3 separate regions of the Pan troglodytes genome follow, and all the other regions are linked to region 2. The links are chromatin contacts, called in public Hi-C and HiChIP or PLAC-seq maps. All regions are on one chromosome and are shown on one strand. The core of a region is the stretch at or near the end of the contact, and the rest is flanking DNA. Distances in the headings are between cores, read along the strand shown.

Region 1 (4,364 bases), core at 1,821-4,320, 370 kb after region 2:
AAATGTACTGATTGATGTCTCATATCTCCCTAAAATGTATAAAACCAAGCTATACCCCTATCACTTTGGGTACAAGTCATTAGGACCTCCTGAGGCTATGTCATGGGCATGTCCTTAACCTTGGCAAAATAAACTTTCTACATTGATTGAGACTTGTCTCAGATAGTTTTGGTTCACAATTTCATAGGAAACTGATTTGCCCTCTGTCTGGGCAACAACTCACACAGGCTAAGAGATCAATTTTTTTCCTTTGTGATGTTACACCAAACCTCAGAACTATAAACTGTCAGAGGTGGAGGGGATTTTTTTCTCATAGAATAGAGACTATCTTCTCCAGGTGCTCATAAACAAGGGAAAAGCATGTGAGAAGTCCATAAATCTCTCCAAAATTTTGGGATGACTTGGAAATAACAGATTTTCAAAAGAGTCGCCTGCAGCTGGTCGCAGTGGCTCACGCCTGTAATCCCAGCACTTTGAGAGGCCAAGGCGGGCGGATCACGAGGTCAGGAGTTTGAGACCAGCCTGGCCAACATAGTGAAACCCCGTCTCTACTAAAAATACAAAAATTAGCCTGGCAAGGTGGCGCGCCTGTAGTCCCAGCTACTCAGGAGGCCAAGGCAGGAGAATCACTTGAACCTGGGAGGCGGAGGTTGTAGTGAGCCAAGATCACGCCACTGCACTCCAGCCTGGGCAACAAAGCGAGACTCCGCCTCAAAAAAAAAAAAAAAAAAAGTCACCTGCCAAAAAATATGGAGCACGAAAAAGGGCCAGTTCCTCCCCCATTTCTGAAGTTGAAAAACTAAGATCCAGAGAGTAGAAAAGGACTTGTACAACATCACACGGTTACCGAAAGAAAAGGGACCCAAGCCTGGCTGCCCGAATTCCCACTTCATCTCATCACATCCCTCCTCTAGTCAAAACTCCCTCACGCTTCCCACTGCCTGAGACAAAGTCCAAACCTACCCAGCATTCAAGGCCCTTCCCAAGTTTAGTCCAACCCATCTTTCCACTGCCATCCTTTGCCGTACTGCCCCAACCCATGCCATAGCAGACTTCTTTCCCATCCCCAAAACACACTCTCAGGCTCTGATGTGCTTGTTCAAGTTGACACCTCCACCCGGGACACCCTTCCCATTCTTCACTGGTAGGCCAATTCCCATTTGTCTTTCCGGCCCCAAATCAGAGGTCTCCACCTCTGAGAAGCCCTCCCAGCCTCACCTCCACGTGGTAGGTTGCTCCCCTATGTCCACTCCCAAGACATCCTGTACAGACTCTTGTGGCAGGCTTATAATGCCTCCCCGAAAGATGTCCATGCCCTAGCCCCCAGAACCTGTGGATAGGATACCTTACTTACCATCCATGTTACCCTATGGTAAGAGGGTCTTTGCAGATCTGATTAAGTTGAGGAGGTTGAGACGGAAAGATCATTCTCAATTTTTTGGGCAGACCCAATGTAATCACAGGTGTCGTTAAAAGAAAGAGGCAGAAGCCAGGTGCGGTGGCTCACGCCTGTAATCCCAGTACTTTGGGAGGCTGAGGCGGGCGGATTACTTGAGGTCAGGAGTTCGAGACCAGCCTGGCTAACATGGTGAAACCCCCATCTCTACTAAATATAAAAATTAGCCAGGTGTGGTGGCGCATGCCTGTAATCCCAGCTACTTGGGAGGCTGAGACTGGGAGAATTGTTTGAAACCGGGAGGCAGAAGTTGCAGTGAGCCAAGATTGTGCCACTGCACTCCCACCTGGGTGACTGAGCAAGACTCCATCTCAAAAACAAAAACAAAAGAAAGAAAGAAGCAGGAAGTGAGCAAAGGGATCGTGGAAACAGAGATTTGAGTGATGAAGCCATGAGCCAAGAAATGCCAGCAACATTTGGAAGCTGGATGAGGCACGGAACAGATACTCTCCTTGACCCTCCAAAAAGGGACCAGCCCTGAGGATACCTTCACTTGGGCCCAGTAACACTGATTTGGGACTTCCCGCCTCCAGAGTCATCAGATAACAAATTTGAGTCATTTTAAGCCACTGAGCTTGTGTTAATTTGTGAGAGCAGCAACACGAAACTCCTACACCTTTATTCTAGCATTAGTCACACTGTGTGACAGGTGCCTTTCTCACCCCACTGACAGCTCCTCAGCCTGGGGCACCTTTGTTTCCTGATGGTTTCACACAAAGCCTGGTGCTTCACAAGGGCTCACAAACACTGCTGAATGAATCAACAAGTGGACTCACCTGCTTCATCCCCCACCTGTCTCCGTCAGCCTGAACACACACACACTGTCATACCCACTCCTCTCACCTGCTCACCCACCACCACCCACGTCTCCCAGGAGGACATTTCTATTTTTACCACAGCAGCTCACCTTGGGCTGGCCAGCAAATAGCTGTTTCCCTGGAACATACTGAATTTAAGTGAGGAGAGGGATTTCTCTCAAGGTAATAATTGGACAAATCTGCTGGGAGAAAAAGACTAACATTTTGCTATGGTGGATTTGAAACCCAAGAATTGGCATTGTAGCACAGAAACGTAAAAATATTTCCTAATGAGCCATTGATGTTCGCAAGACACAACCCTGACTCTTCACAATCCCCCTTCCTCCCCACCCCATCTCAGCCCCAAGGTGGTCACCGGAAGGATGGTGAAATCTGTATTTAATGACACTGAAAGATGTCCACTTTATAGCATTAAGGGAGAAAAGCAGATTCCAGAACAGTGTGAATAGCGTGATCCCATTTTGTTAAAAAATTAAATCTACAGACAATGTGTATGTATATACATACATACATAGGTGTACGTGAGTTTATGTACGCATAGAGCAGAGGCTGGAAGATTGGTGAAGATGTTAACAATGGTTTTATGGGGGTTATGGACAGTTGTTTTATCTGTATTTTTAAAATTGTTTTACAAAGAACAAGACTACTAACATAATGGGAAATAAAGTTCAAGTAATTTCAACATTTAAAAAGTGGAGCGTTTTGCGCGGCAGGGCTATTTTTTGTGTGTCCGTTCCTGGACAGCCCCAGCTCGATCCCCCGCCCCTCCTCAAGTGGGAAGCTGGGATCTGGGCTCCCCAGAGCAATGGCGGAAGCTTCGCGCAGCTGCGGGCGGGGAGAGGGACGCGGCCAGGTCGGGGGGCCGGGAGGGGTGCTGGGAATCGGAAAACACAGATATGACCGCGAAGGCGGTTTCTGCCGAATGACCAGATGATGACCCGCTGTGGGCCCAAGGCGGGGTGCGGGGAGCCCGTTCCTGCCCGCGGTCGCTCTCCCTCCCCCACTGCCACACCGGCCCCGCCGAGTCCTCCCCGGTCTCCTGGGCGAGGACAGGTGCCGCCCGAGACCCCGGCCGCAGACAGATGCCCACGGTCACTCCGGCCTTCCTCGGCCCCATTCGCCGCACACCCCCTTCCTGCGGTGGCGTTTTTGTTTTAACTCTTCTGAACTGGTTACAAAACCACACTCCCACGAATACATAAATAATGGGTGGGGGGCGATGTTTTAAAGAAATTCCCGCAAGGCCTGGCAAGGCAACAGCAACTGCATTTCTGCTGCATCATATTTAACTGTTTGCAGGCTGCTGCGGGAGATGCGCGGTGGCGGCGAGACTCGGGCTCCACAGCCCTTCTCCGCCCGGGGCCTGGCGAGACTCGCGTGGGGATTAAGAGGCAAGGAGAGGGTGTCAGCGATCGGGCGCCGGCAAGATGTGACGGGGGGTGATAAGCGTAAGGCCGCAGCGTGCCCACAAGCCGGGCACCCATCGGGTCGGCCGGCAATTGCTCCCTCCGCCCGCGCGGCCCCTTTAAGAGCCAGCGCGCGCCCCCGCCCCGCGAGCGCCGACTTTCCCTAGCAACCGCCCCGGGGGAGGGGGAGGTCGTGGTAACCGCGCGCCAGACGCGAGGATCACGTGACGGCCCGCAGCTGGAACGCGAGCGCGCGCCCCGCCGCGCTCCCGCCCGCCGGGGCCTGGGCGCTGCGGCGCGTGCGCGAGCGGTGCCGCACCGGCCGCGGGCGCAGGGAGTATTATGGGCTGTGGGTGCCGCTGAGCAAGATGGAGCTGTCTGCAGTGGGCGAGCGGGTCTTCGCGGCCGAATCCATCATCAAACGGCGGATCCGAAAGGTGAGCCGCCGCCCGGGGCGGGCCGCCGCTGTCCGCAGCCGGGGCCGGGGCCGGGGGCCCTCGGGGCGAAGCGGTCCCGCTAGCCCGGCTCCCTCGCCCAGCCCCGCGCCGCCGCCTCCTCGCGTCCCCGCATCCTCCCCACCCCCACTCCCGTTTTTCTCCCCTCTGTTTTTCAGGGACGCATCGAGTACCTGGTGAAATGGAAGGGGTGGGCGATCAAGTGAGTGTCGCGGGGTCCGGGGGCGTC
Region 2 (4,088 bases), core at 977-3,476:
ATAAATTCATCTCCAGTTTATAAAGGAGGAAACCGAGGTACTGAGAGGTTAAAAAACCTTCCTGCAGACACTTGTCCAGCAAGTGGCCACTCCAGGATTTGGACCAAGGTGATGTGTCTTCAGGCTGTGTCTCTGCCACTGTGCCACGCTGCTGGGTGGTAGGCAGCAGTGGGTGGGTGCCTGCAGTGGTCTGTAAAGACCACCTGAGATGTCCTTCCTCCTCTGTTCCACCCTGTCCAGGTCCAAGAAGACAGTCTATGAAGAGAGAGCACGTGTGACTCTCTCAGCGTGCTCCTCTGTGAGAAGCAGGCTGACATCCCAAAGGGAAGGGCGGATAACAGAGACAGTGCAAGCGGAGGAGATGAGGGTGCCTCAAAGCCGGGAGGCTGGGTGATGCAGGAGCCTGCGTGTCCCGCGGGGGGTGCTGGGCCCAGTGTGAGTACGTGTGACTGTGACTGAGACAGTGTGACTGCTGAAGGCAGGGACACAGCAGCTCCCTGACTGGGGGTGGAAGGCGTTAACTGTGTGAAGGCTGGTTGTGGGTGGGTGGGCTCTGGGCCTCGAACCCGGGGGCTGAGGGAGATAGTAAACAGCAGGGTGACTGACGGGAAGATCATGTTGGTAGCCCTGCGAAGATGCTGCAGGGCTGTGGGGGTTTGTGTGACTTTGCAGTTCAACAAATTCAAATTCAGCCAACGCTGGCAGGGCCTGTTGTGCCAGGCAACCAGCTAGGAGGAGGAGACTCGGACCCAGCTTGCAGCTGAAGGGCGCTGGCTGCCGGGTTCTGTGGGTTCACCTTGCGGTGTCTTCCCTTGCTAACACTGAGTCCTTACAATAGCCCCATCTCCAGGTTGAGGCTAGATGGAGGGGACAGAGGGAAGTGACTTGCCCAAGGTGACCCAAGCTCCCGAGTGCCAGGGCAGGATCTGAATTCAGGCTCTCAGACTGCAGAGCCTGAGTCCCTCCCTGCCATGCCTGTGCCAGGGTGGAAATGTCTGGTCCTGGAAGGGAGCGTGGACTCCTGGCCTTGGCTCTGGAGACATCCCCCTAGACCACGTGGGCTCCTAACCTGTCCATGGTCACTGTGCTGAGGGGCGGGACGGTGGGTCACCCCTAGTTCTTTTTTCCCCAGGGCCAGATTCATGGACTGAAGGGTTGCTCGGCTCTCAGAGACCCCCTAAGCGCCCCGCCCTGGCCCCAAGCCCTCCCCCAGCTCCCGCGCCCCCCCCCCTCCTGGCGCTGACTCCGGGCCAGAAGAGGAAAGGCTGTCTCCACCCACCTCTCGCACTCTCCCTTCTCCTTTATAAAGGCCGGAACAGCTGAAAGGGTGGCAACTTCTCCTGCAGCCGGGAGCGGCCCGCCTGCCTCCCTGCGCACCCGCAGCCTCCCCCGCTGCCTCCCTAGGGCTCCCCTCCGGCCGCCAGCGCCCATTTTTCATTCCCTAGATAGAGATACTTTGCGCGCACACACATACATACGCGCGCAAAAAGGAAAAAAAAAAAAAGCCCACCCTCCAGCCTCGCTGCAAAGAGAAAACCGGAGCAGCCGCAGCTCGCAGCTCGCAGCTCGCAGCCCGCAGCCCGCAGAGGACGCCCAGAGCGGCGAGCGGGCGGGCAGACGGACCGACGGACTCGCGCCGCGTCCACCTGTCGGCCGGGCCCAGCCGAGCGCGCAGCGGGCACGCCGCGCGCGCGGAGCAGCCGTGCCCGCCGCCCGGGCCCCGCGCCAGGGCGCACACGCTCCCGCCCCCCCACCCGGCCCGGGCGGGAGTTTGCACCTCTCCCTGCCCGGGTGCTCGAGCTGCCGTTGCAAAGCCAACTTTGGAAAAAGTTTTTTGGGGGAGACTTGGGCCTTGAGGTGCCCAGCTCCGCGCTTTCCGATTTTGGGGGCCTTTCCAGAAAATGTTGCAAAAAAGCTAAGCCGGCGGGCAGAGGAAAACGCCTTTAGCCGGCGAGTGAAGACGAACCATCGACTGCCGTGTTCCTTTTCCTCTTGGAGGTTGGAGTCCCCTGGGCGCCCCCACACGGCTAGACGCCTCGGCTGGTTCGCAACGCAGCCCCCGGGCCGTGGATGCTCACTCGGGCTCGGGATCCGCCCAGGTAGCGGCCTCGGACCCAGGTCCTGCGCCCAGGTCCTCCCCTGCCCCCCAGCGACGGAGCCGGGGCCGGGGGCGGCGGCGCCCGGGGGCCATGCGGGTGAGCCGCGGCTGCAGAGGCCTGAGCGCCTGATCGCCGCGGACCCGAGCCGAGCCCACCCCCCTCCCCAGCCCCCCACCCTGGCCGCGGGGGCGGCGCGCTCGATCTACGCGTCCGGGGCCCCGCGGGGCCGGGCCCGGAGTCGGCATGAATCGCTGCTGGGCGCTCTTCCTGTCTCTCTGCTGCTACCTGCGTCTGGTCAGCGCCGAGGTGAGTTGCCACGGCGGCTGGGGCTGGTTCTTCATTCATTACCTTCGCCCCCACCTTCTGACCGCCCCCTCCTCTCCCTGCAGTGAACTTTGGACCCTTGCAGCCCGCGAGCCTGACGCCGGGCGCTGGGTGACCTCTTCGGGCTGGGAGCGAGGTCCGGGGGTGACAGGCTCTAAGGGAAGGCAACAGCGGTGGCTTTCTTTCCAACCGGCGGGCGAATCTGGCTCCCTAAGCCGTTCCGTGTCGGGGGAGGGTGTGTGTGGCCCTGTCCCCCACCCTTTGGGAACCCGAGAACAAGCCCCTTTCCGGCCGGGAGAGAGGGGGTGGGGTGGTGCCCAGGGTGCAGAAGGCAGCGCGTCCTCCCGAGCCCACTTCGGCGCCAGCCTCGGCTTAGGCTCTGTCCTGCCATCGGCTTGCCCAGGAGGTGCAAGCTTGCGCACCGGTGCCATCCACGCCGACCTTTGACGGGGCTCGGGTCCCACCCTGGCTCCCGGTCGGGGTCCGGGTGGACGCCCTCCGGCACGCGCAGGGCATGCCCGGCCCCAGAGCACGGTCTGGAAGCAGCTTGTGTCTCGGGCGCGGGGTTTGGGGTGGGAGTAACAGGGAGAGAGAGAGAGAGAGACGGAGAGAGGGAGAGAGAGATAGAGACGCAGGTAGGTTTCGGGCACTCGGGTAGGGGGAGGACTAGGGGCTCTGAAGGAATCCAGCCCCCGGGGCGCTGTGTGCCTGAGGCCTTGCCGTACCTGTGCCCGCGCCCTGCAGGAGGAAGCACCTCTCTCCCCCGCATGCAGGGTGCGGAGCGCGCCGCCTGCAAAAGCCTAGCTGCACGGGAGATGGGGTATAAAAACATCTGAGGGAGCGCTGGGGTCGGAGCCGTCCCCACCCCTCCCAGCCTCACGTAGCCGTGAGTTGGCAAGTCTACCCGGAATCCAGGTGGGAAAGGGGGCGGGGCGGGACGACGCGCGCGGTGGAGGGGAGGAGAGGGCAGCCGGGAGCGCGGCGTGACTGGGTACCGTCCCACCTCCGCCCGGCTGCGGCCGGGAGTCCGCACCTCGCCCGTACCTCGCCGGCTCCCGGGGAGGGTCGGCCCCTGCGGCCTCCAGCCAGGCGCAGGAAGGAGGCAGCGGCGGCGAAGGGGTTAAGGCGGAGGGCTCGGAGGCCGCGGCCCGGCCTTGGGCTGCCGCCAGCGCAGGTTGTTTTGACCACGGAGGAGCCGTCGCCGTCTCCTTTTGTTCTCGGGGCTCCTCGAGGGCCGCAGGCCGCCCGCCCGGGGGCCCCGCCCTTCCGCGGCCGCCCCCCGCGGCCCGCACCCGGGAGGGAGGACGCGGGGCTCGGCCGGGCCGCCTTCAGGCCCCTCCCGACGCCCCCTCTCCGCCTCTCCCGCAGCCCCCCGGGCCGCGGCCAGCTGTTGGGGAGGGGGTGGCCGGCCGGCCCCAGCTGCCGCCTCGCCTCGCCGTGGGACCTGGGGGCTGGGCCCGGTGCCAGGGCGTCCTGGGAACGGCGGCGCCCCGTGGCTGCTCTCCGCAGCCCACCCCGCCCGGGCCCCCGACTCGCTCACTCACCCCACGCATGCACACTCCTGGCCGGAGGCGATGCTGCGCTCCGGCGGGCGGGCGCGCAGAGCGACGGGCACGCACTACCGCGGCCAGGTCGCGCGCCCGCCGCTGCCACGCCCGTGCACTC
Region 3 (3,838 bases), core at 1,146-3,645, 280 kb before region 2:
CTCCAGCCTCCTCCCTACACAACGAGCACTCAGCTCTGGGCAAAGGACCCAGCCTACTATAAATGGCCAACTATACGGTTCCAGGGCCCCACGAATCAGCCATCGTGGCCTACACCGAGCAGGGCTGAGCAAATCCCACTCTGGGAACCAATCTTCAGCCTTGGACTGCCTCCTCCCCCAGATCTCACACGAAATGTTAAGACCAGCTTGGGGTGGGTGGGTGGCGCTTCACTAGGTTACTTTGCCAGGAAAGGAATTCACACGCGCAAGTACTTTCCCTACAAAATAATTTATTGGAACACACAGCTACAGCACTCTATGTACAAGCACATTGATGCTCCTGACTATCCTCAACTAGGGGACCCTTTTCTTCCCCCTTGCCTTGCGGACCTCTTCTATCAAATCTTTCAGGTACTGGATCTCCTTGGCCAGGGAATCCGCCCTCTCTTTTAGAGCCTCGTTCTTCTTTTCCAGCTCTTTGCACTCACCAGTAAGAGCCTCCTGCTCCGCCCTCTTCTTCTGGCGGTACCTAGTGGCTGCTGTTTTGTTTTGCTCCATTTTTTTCAGCTTCTTATCCAGTTTCTCACCCTTTACTTTTGCTGCTACCATCTTCTCTCCAGGAGGATCGTAAGGTTTGGGGCGGGCAGACCCACAGAGAACACCTGGAGATGGGAGGCTCCTATTTGGAGAGCCCCTGGTAGAGGGGCTGTGCTGAGGAGACCCCAGATAGGACTCTGGGCTCATACAGATGCCACTATCATTATCTGAAGGGGTGTCTTCCTCCTTTATGCACTGAGGGATCATGGCAACGTAACCAGTGTAGTCTGGCTTCCTATCTCCTTCAGTGATATCCACTTCACTGCCCAGCTCTAAACTAAAGGAATGATCTGGAGTGGAGGACAGGACCCCTGAGGAAAGGGGAAGAGGTTGCAAGAAGGTGAAGGGGGCAACCTGGTCGGGTTTTGTTAAACTTTCTGGGAGATGGCCAATTGGGTTCACCGTCTGGGGGGGCTCCTTATTAGTCTCCTGGACTAGGGGGGCAAAGAGATCACAAGTGTCATCCAACGTGGTCAGAAGGTCATCTGGCATGGTTTCCAGGTCATCTATACCCAACAGGGCATCCAAGTCGAACTCCTTCAAATCCATTTTCTCCAACATCCAATCTGTCCCGGAGAAGGCATCCTCTGCAAAACATTTGAGTGATGGGGCCAAGTGAGTCAGATACAAAGGTAGGAGGCCCCTAACCCTAGATCCCACCCGGACGATGTGGTGGTGGCCCACTCACCCTTGCTGTTGTTGGAGGGACTGACCAACCCATCCACAGCCAGCCATTCGGAGGAGCCCGCCTTAGCCTTGTCGCTGGAGAACCCATGAGGTTTGAAGTGCTTGGCCACCTCCAGGTAATCATCTAAGAGACCTAGGCTTTCTTCAGCCCCCAAACCCGACTGGTCGAAGGGGGACATCAAGTCCCCCACCAACACCTCGCTGCTCAGGAAGCTCATTTCGGTCATGTTGTGGTGCTTTGCTGGAATCGAGGAATGTGCTTAATTCGAAGGTGTCTTTGTCGGTTACAGCAACGCTGCTGCTGAATGCCGTGAGAAGCCTGAATGAGAATCAGAAGCCAACTCCCATTAGAGGTTAGCTGTTCTGAGAATTTCATCCTTCCACTTATGAGGCGGGACTTCTCTAGATCGGCCATCTAGAGAATCGGGAACAGGGCAGTTGTATCTGCCCCTCCCTGCTTGCAACTCAGGTTCCACAAAATGGACGCTCACGGAGACCAGGCAATTCTTCCACCGGCCGCCAAGAGGAAGGCGCTCCGTCCCCACGTCCAAATGCGGCCAGGGCGGCCGCGCCCCGCCCACCGCCCGCCCTTGACTCACGCCCGCGCCGCCGCCCTGCCGCCGCCATCTTGGTTCCTGCCACGTTTCGCGGGGCAACAGCCAAGACCCCTGGGACCCTTGCGGGGCTCGGGGTCCGAGGGCTGTAGGGCCCCTGGGGAAGCAGTCCGGGCACCCGACTGCGCTTTCCCGATCCCAGGCACGCGAGCGTCTCGGGGACACCCAAGCAAAGACCACGCGTCCCGGGCGCTCGTTAAATCGCTTCCCCCTTGGCGGCACCGCCCTGGCCCCAGGCCGCACCCCACCAATCCAAAACCCGCGTCGGCCCCAGGAGCACAGCTGGACGACCCGCCCCGGTACTCACGCCATGGCTTAAGCCGCTGGGGGTTGCCGCTGCAGAGCCTGGTGCTGCTGCCGCCGCTGCAAAGGCCAATGCTGCCGCAGGCACTGCTGCCCCTAATACGCCATGGTGGCCGTGGACCCTGAGGGCGGGGAGGAGGGAAAACGCACACGTGCAGGGAAAACTACATCTGTGGGCGGGCAAAGTAGAAATGGCTGCAGTGGCCGCCCGCCGGCCCTTTATAGATTTCGTCTCTATGGGGACGCAGCACAGACGCATCCTTCCGCCGCGACCACGTGACCGTCTCCTCCCGCCCGCTCCCTTCCCTCCCTCCCTTTGACGCCCCAACCGTTTATGCCCAGGGCGTAGCTGTGACGAGAAAAGGAGTTTGTTCTTATGGCCTCACGAAAGGAGAGAGGCGTACTACTTTACTAGGCTTCTATGATCAGAGTCCGTTCTTTCCTTCGCCGCCGGAGCGCGGAGTGATCTCCCAGACACGCCTCGCTTCCGGTGTCAGCGCAGTGGGCGGGGAAAGGTCGTTTTCCGGCGAAGAGTTTTTATTGTGAAGGGCGAGGACGCCAGGTTATCGCGCGAGGTGCTGGCGAAGAGCGCGCGTCAAGGTGATTGGCCCAGGCCCGGTGAATCATATATACCTCGAGCTCTTATTGGCTCAGGGCCCTAGATGGGCGGCTGCTGGGAGAGGGATCCCGGGGTCCGCGTGGGAAGGGTAGGGGTCTCGGGTCTCTGCTAGGTCTCTGCTAGTCCTCAGCCAGCCTCGCCTGCTGGCCCGCCACGATCGCGCTGGCTCCTGCCCCCAGGCGGCCTTAGCCCAGCGCACCCCTTAGTGGCCTCAGGGACCAGCCCCTGCGGTCGGATCCCGCCGCCCTCAGTGGAGGTCCGCACTGGTGGCCCCGCCGCCGCTCCCAGCCTGCGCGTCCTTCGGTTGCGGGTGGTGATTTGTGGCCTGCGGAAACCGGGGGGTTACCTGTTCCAAGCCTGAGTTTTCCAGAGGCCCCATTCATAGCCGACACGGCGCTGCTGCCCCCGGGAGGTTGAAGGGGCCTCGAGAGGGCGCGCCGGGCCTGTCCACCTACCCCCAAAGGCCGGCTGAGTCTGCATGGCTCCTCCTAAACTCTGGAAAGGAGCCGGGAAGACGCGCCGTCCTGTCGCCCAACCTGGGTTTTTACAATTTTCATCCGGCTCAAGTGCAAGGCTGCCACAGAATAGCATCATAGAGGAACTTCTGGTGTCCGAAGATTGCGTTCTCCTAAGAACAAGATTTTCTTCGCTGCCGTCTCCCTGGGGTAGTTCGGATTCACTCCGGATTCTGAACTCCCCGGCCTAACCCGCTTTTCAGCAGTCACGCCCATGGCCCAGGGAGGAGAGGCGCTTGGGAACCCACGGCCACTTACTGGGGGTTGTGCGTTGGGAAGGGGTAGTCTGTTTTAAGAATACAAGAAACCTCCCCATCATCTTTCAGCCCCTTCCAGTCAGGCCCTGTGAAGGTGGAAACTTTGAGTTTCCGCCTCCATTTCACTGGGCCACACAAGTATGAGCGCTGTGATATCAAACCACCAGGGAAGCACTGCTCTAAATAACCACAGGCCATCTGCTGCGCTCATTCAACCTCGCCCACAAATCCTTTCCAATGGTAAAC

The links. A called contact is a pair of places that touch in the nucleus more often than the background predicts. HiChIP or PLAC-seq counts read pairs in DNA pulled down with a chosen protein or histone mark.
Region 1: an H3K4me3 HiChIP or PLAC-seq map of stem cell-derived excitatory neurons shows a contact between it and region 2, with 3 times the contacts expected there. The contact joins the promoter of CBX6 here to the promoter of PDGFB in region 2. A contact is called at or near these places in 1 of 7 Hi-C or Micro-C datasets (induced pluripotent stem cells) and 1 of 1 datasets of contacts at active chromatin or transcription factors (stem cell-derived excitatory neurons).
Region 3: a contact with region 2 is called in a Hi-C map of stem cell-derived neural progenitor cells, with 3 times the contacts expected there. The contact joins the promoter of ATF4 here to the promoter of PDGFB in region 2. A contact is called at or near these places in 1 of 7 Hi-C or Micro-C datasets (stem cell-derived neural progenitor cells) and 1 of 1 datasets of contacts at active chromatin or transcription factors (stem cell-derived excitatory neurons).

The regions. Positions count from the first base shown.
Region 1 is chr23:40,874,959-40,879,322 of NHGRI_mPanTro3-v2.0_pri, reverse strand. CBX6 (chromobox 6) reads left to right here and starts at 3,070. Exons shown (of 5, transcript XM_016939189.4): 1 at 3,070-4,117; 2 at 4,294-4,337. The coding sequence starts at 4,049.
Region 2 is chr23:41,239,665-41,243,752 of NHGRI_mPanTro3-v2.0_pri, reverse strand. PDGFB (platelet derived growth factor subunit B) reads left to right here and starts at 2,226. Exons shown (of 9, transcript XR_008541827.2): 1 at 2,226-2,405. LOC129138512 (a long non-coding RNA gene) reads right to left here and starts at 1,366. Exons shown (of 2, transcript XR_008541829.1): 1 at 1,280-1,366; 2 at 1-255.
Region 3 is chr23:41,517,250-41,521,087 of NHGRI_mPanTro3-v2.0_pri, reverse strand. It overlaps ATF4 (activating transcription factor 4), which reads right to left and starts at 2,395. Exons shown (of 3, transcript NM_001252517.2): 1 at 2,206-2,395; 2 at 1,286-1,603; 3 at 271-1,184. The coding sequence starts at 1,511. The coding sequence ends at 355.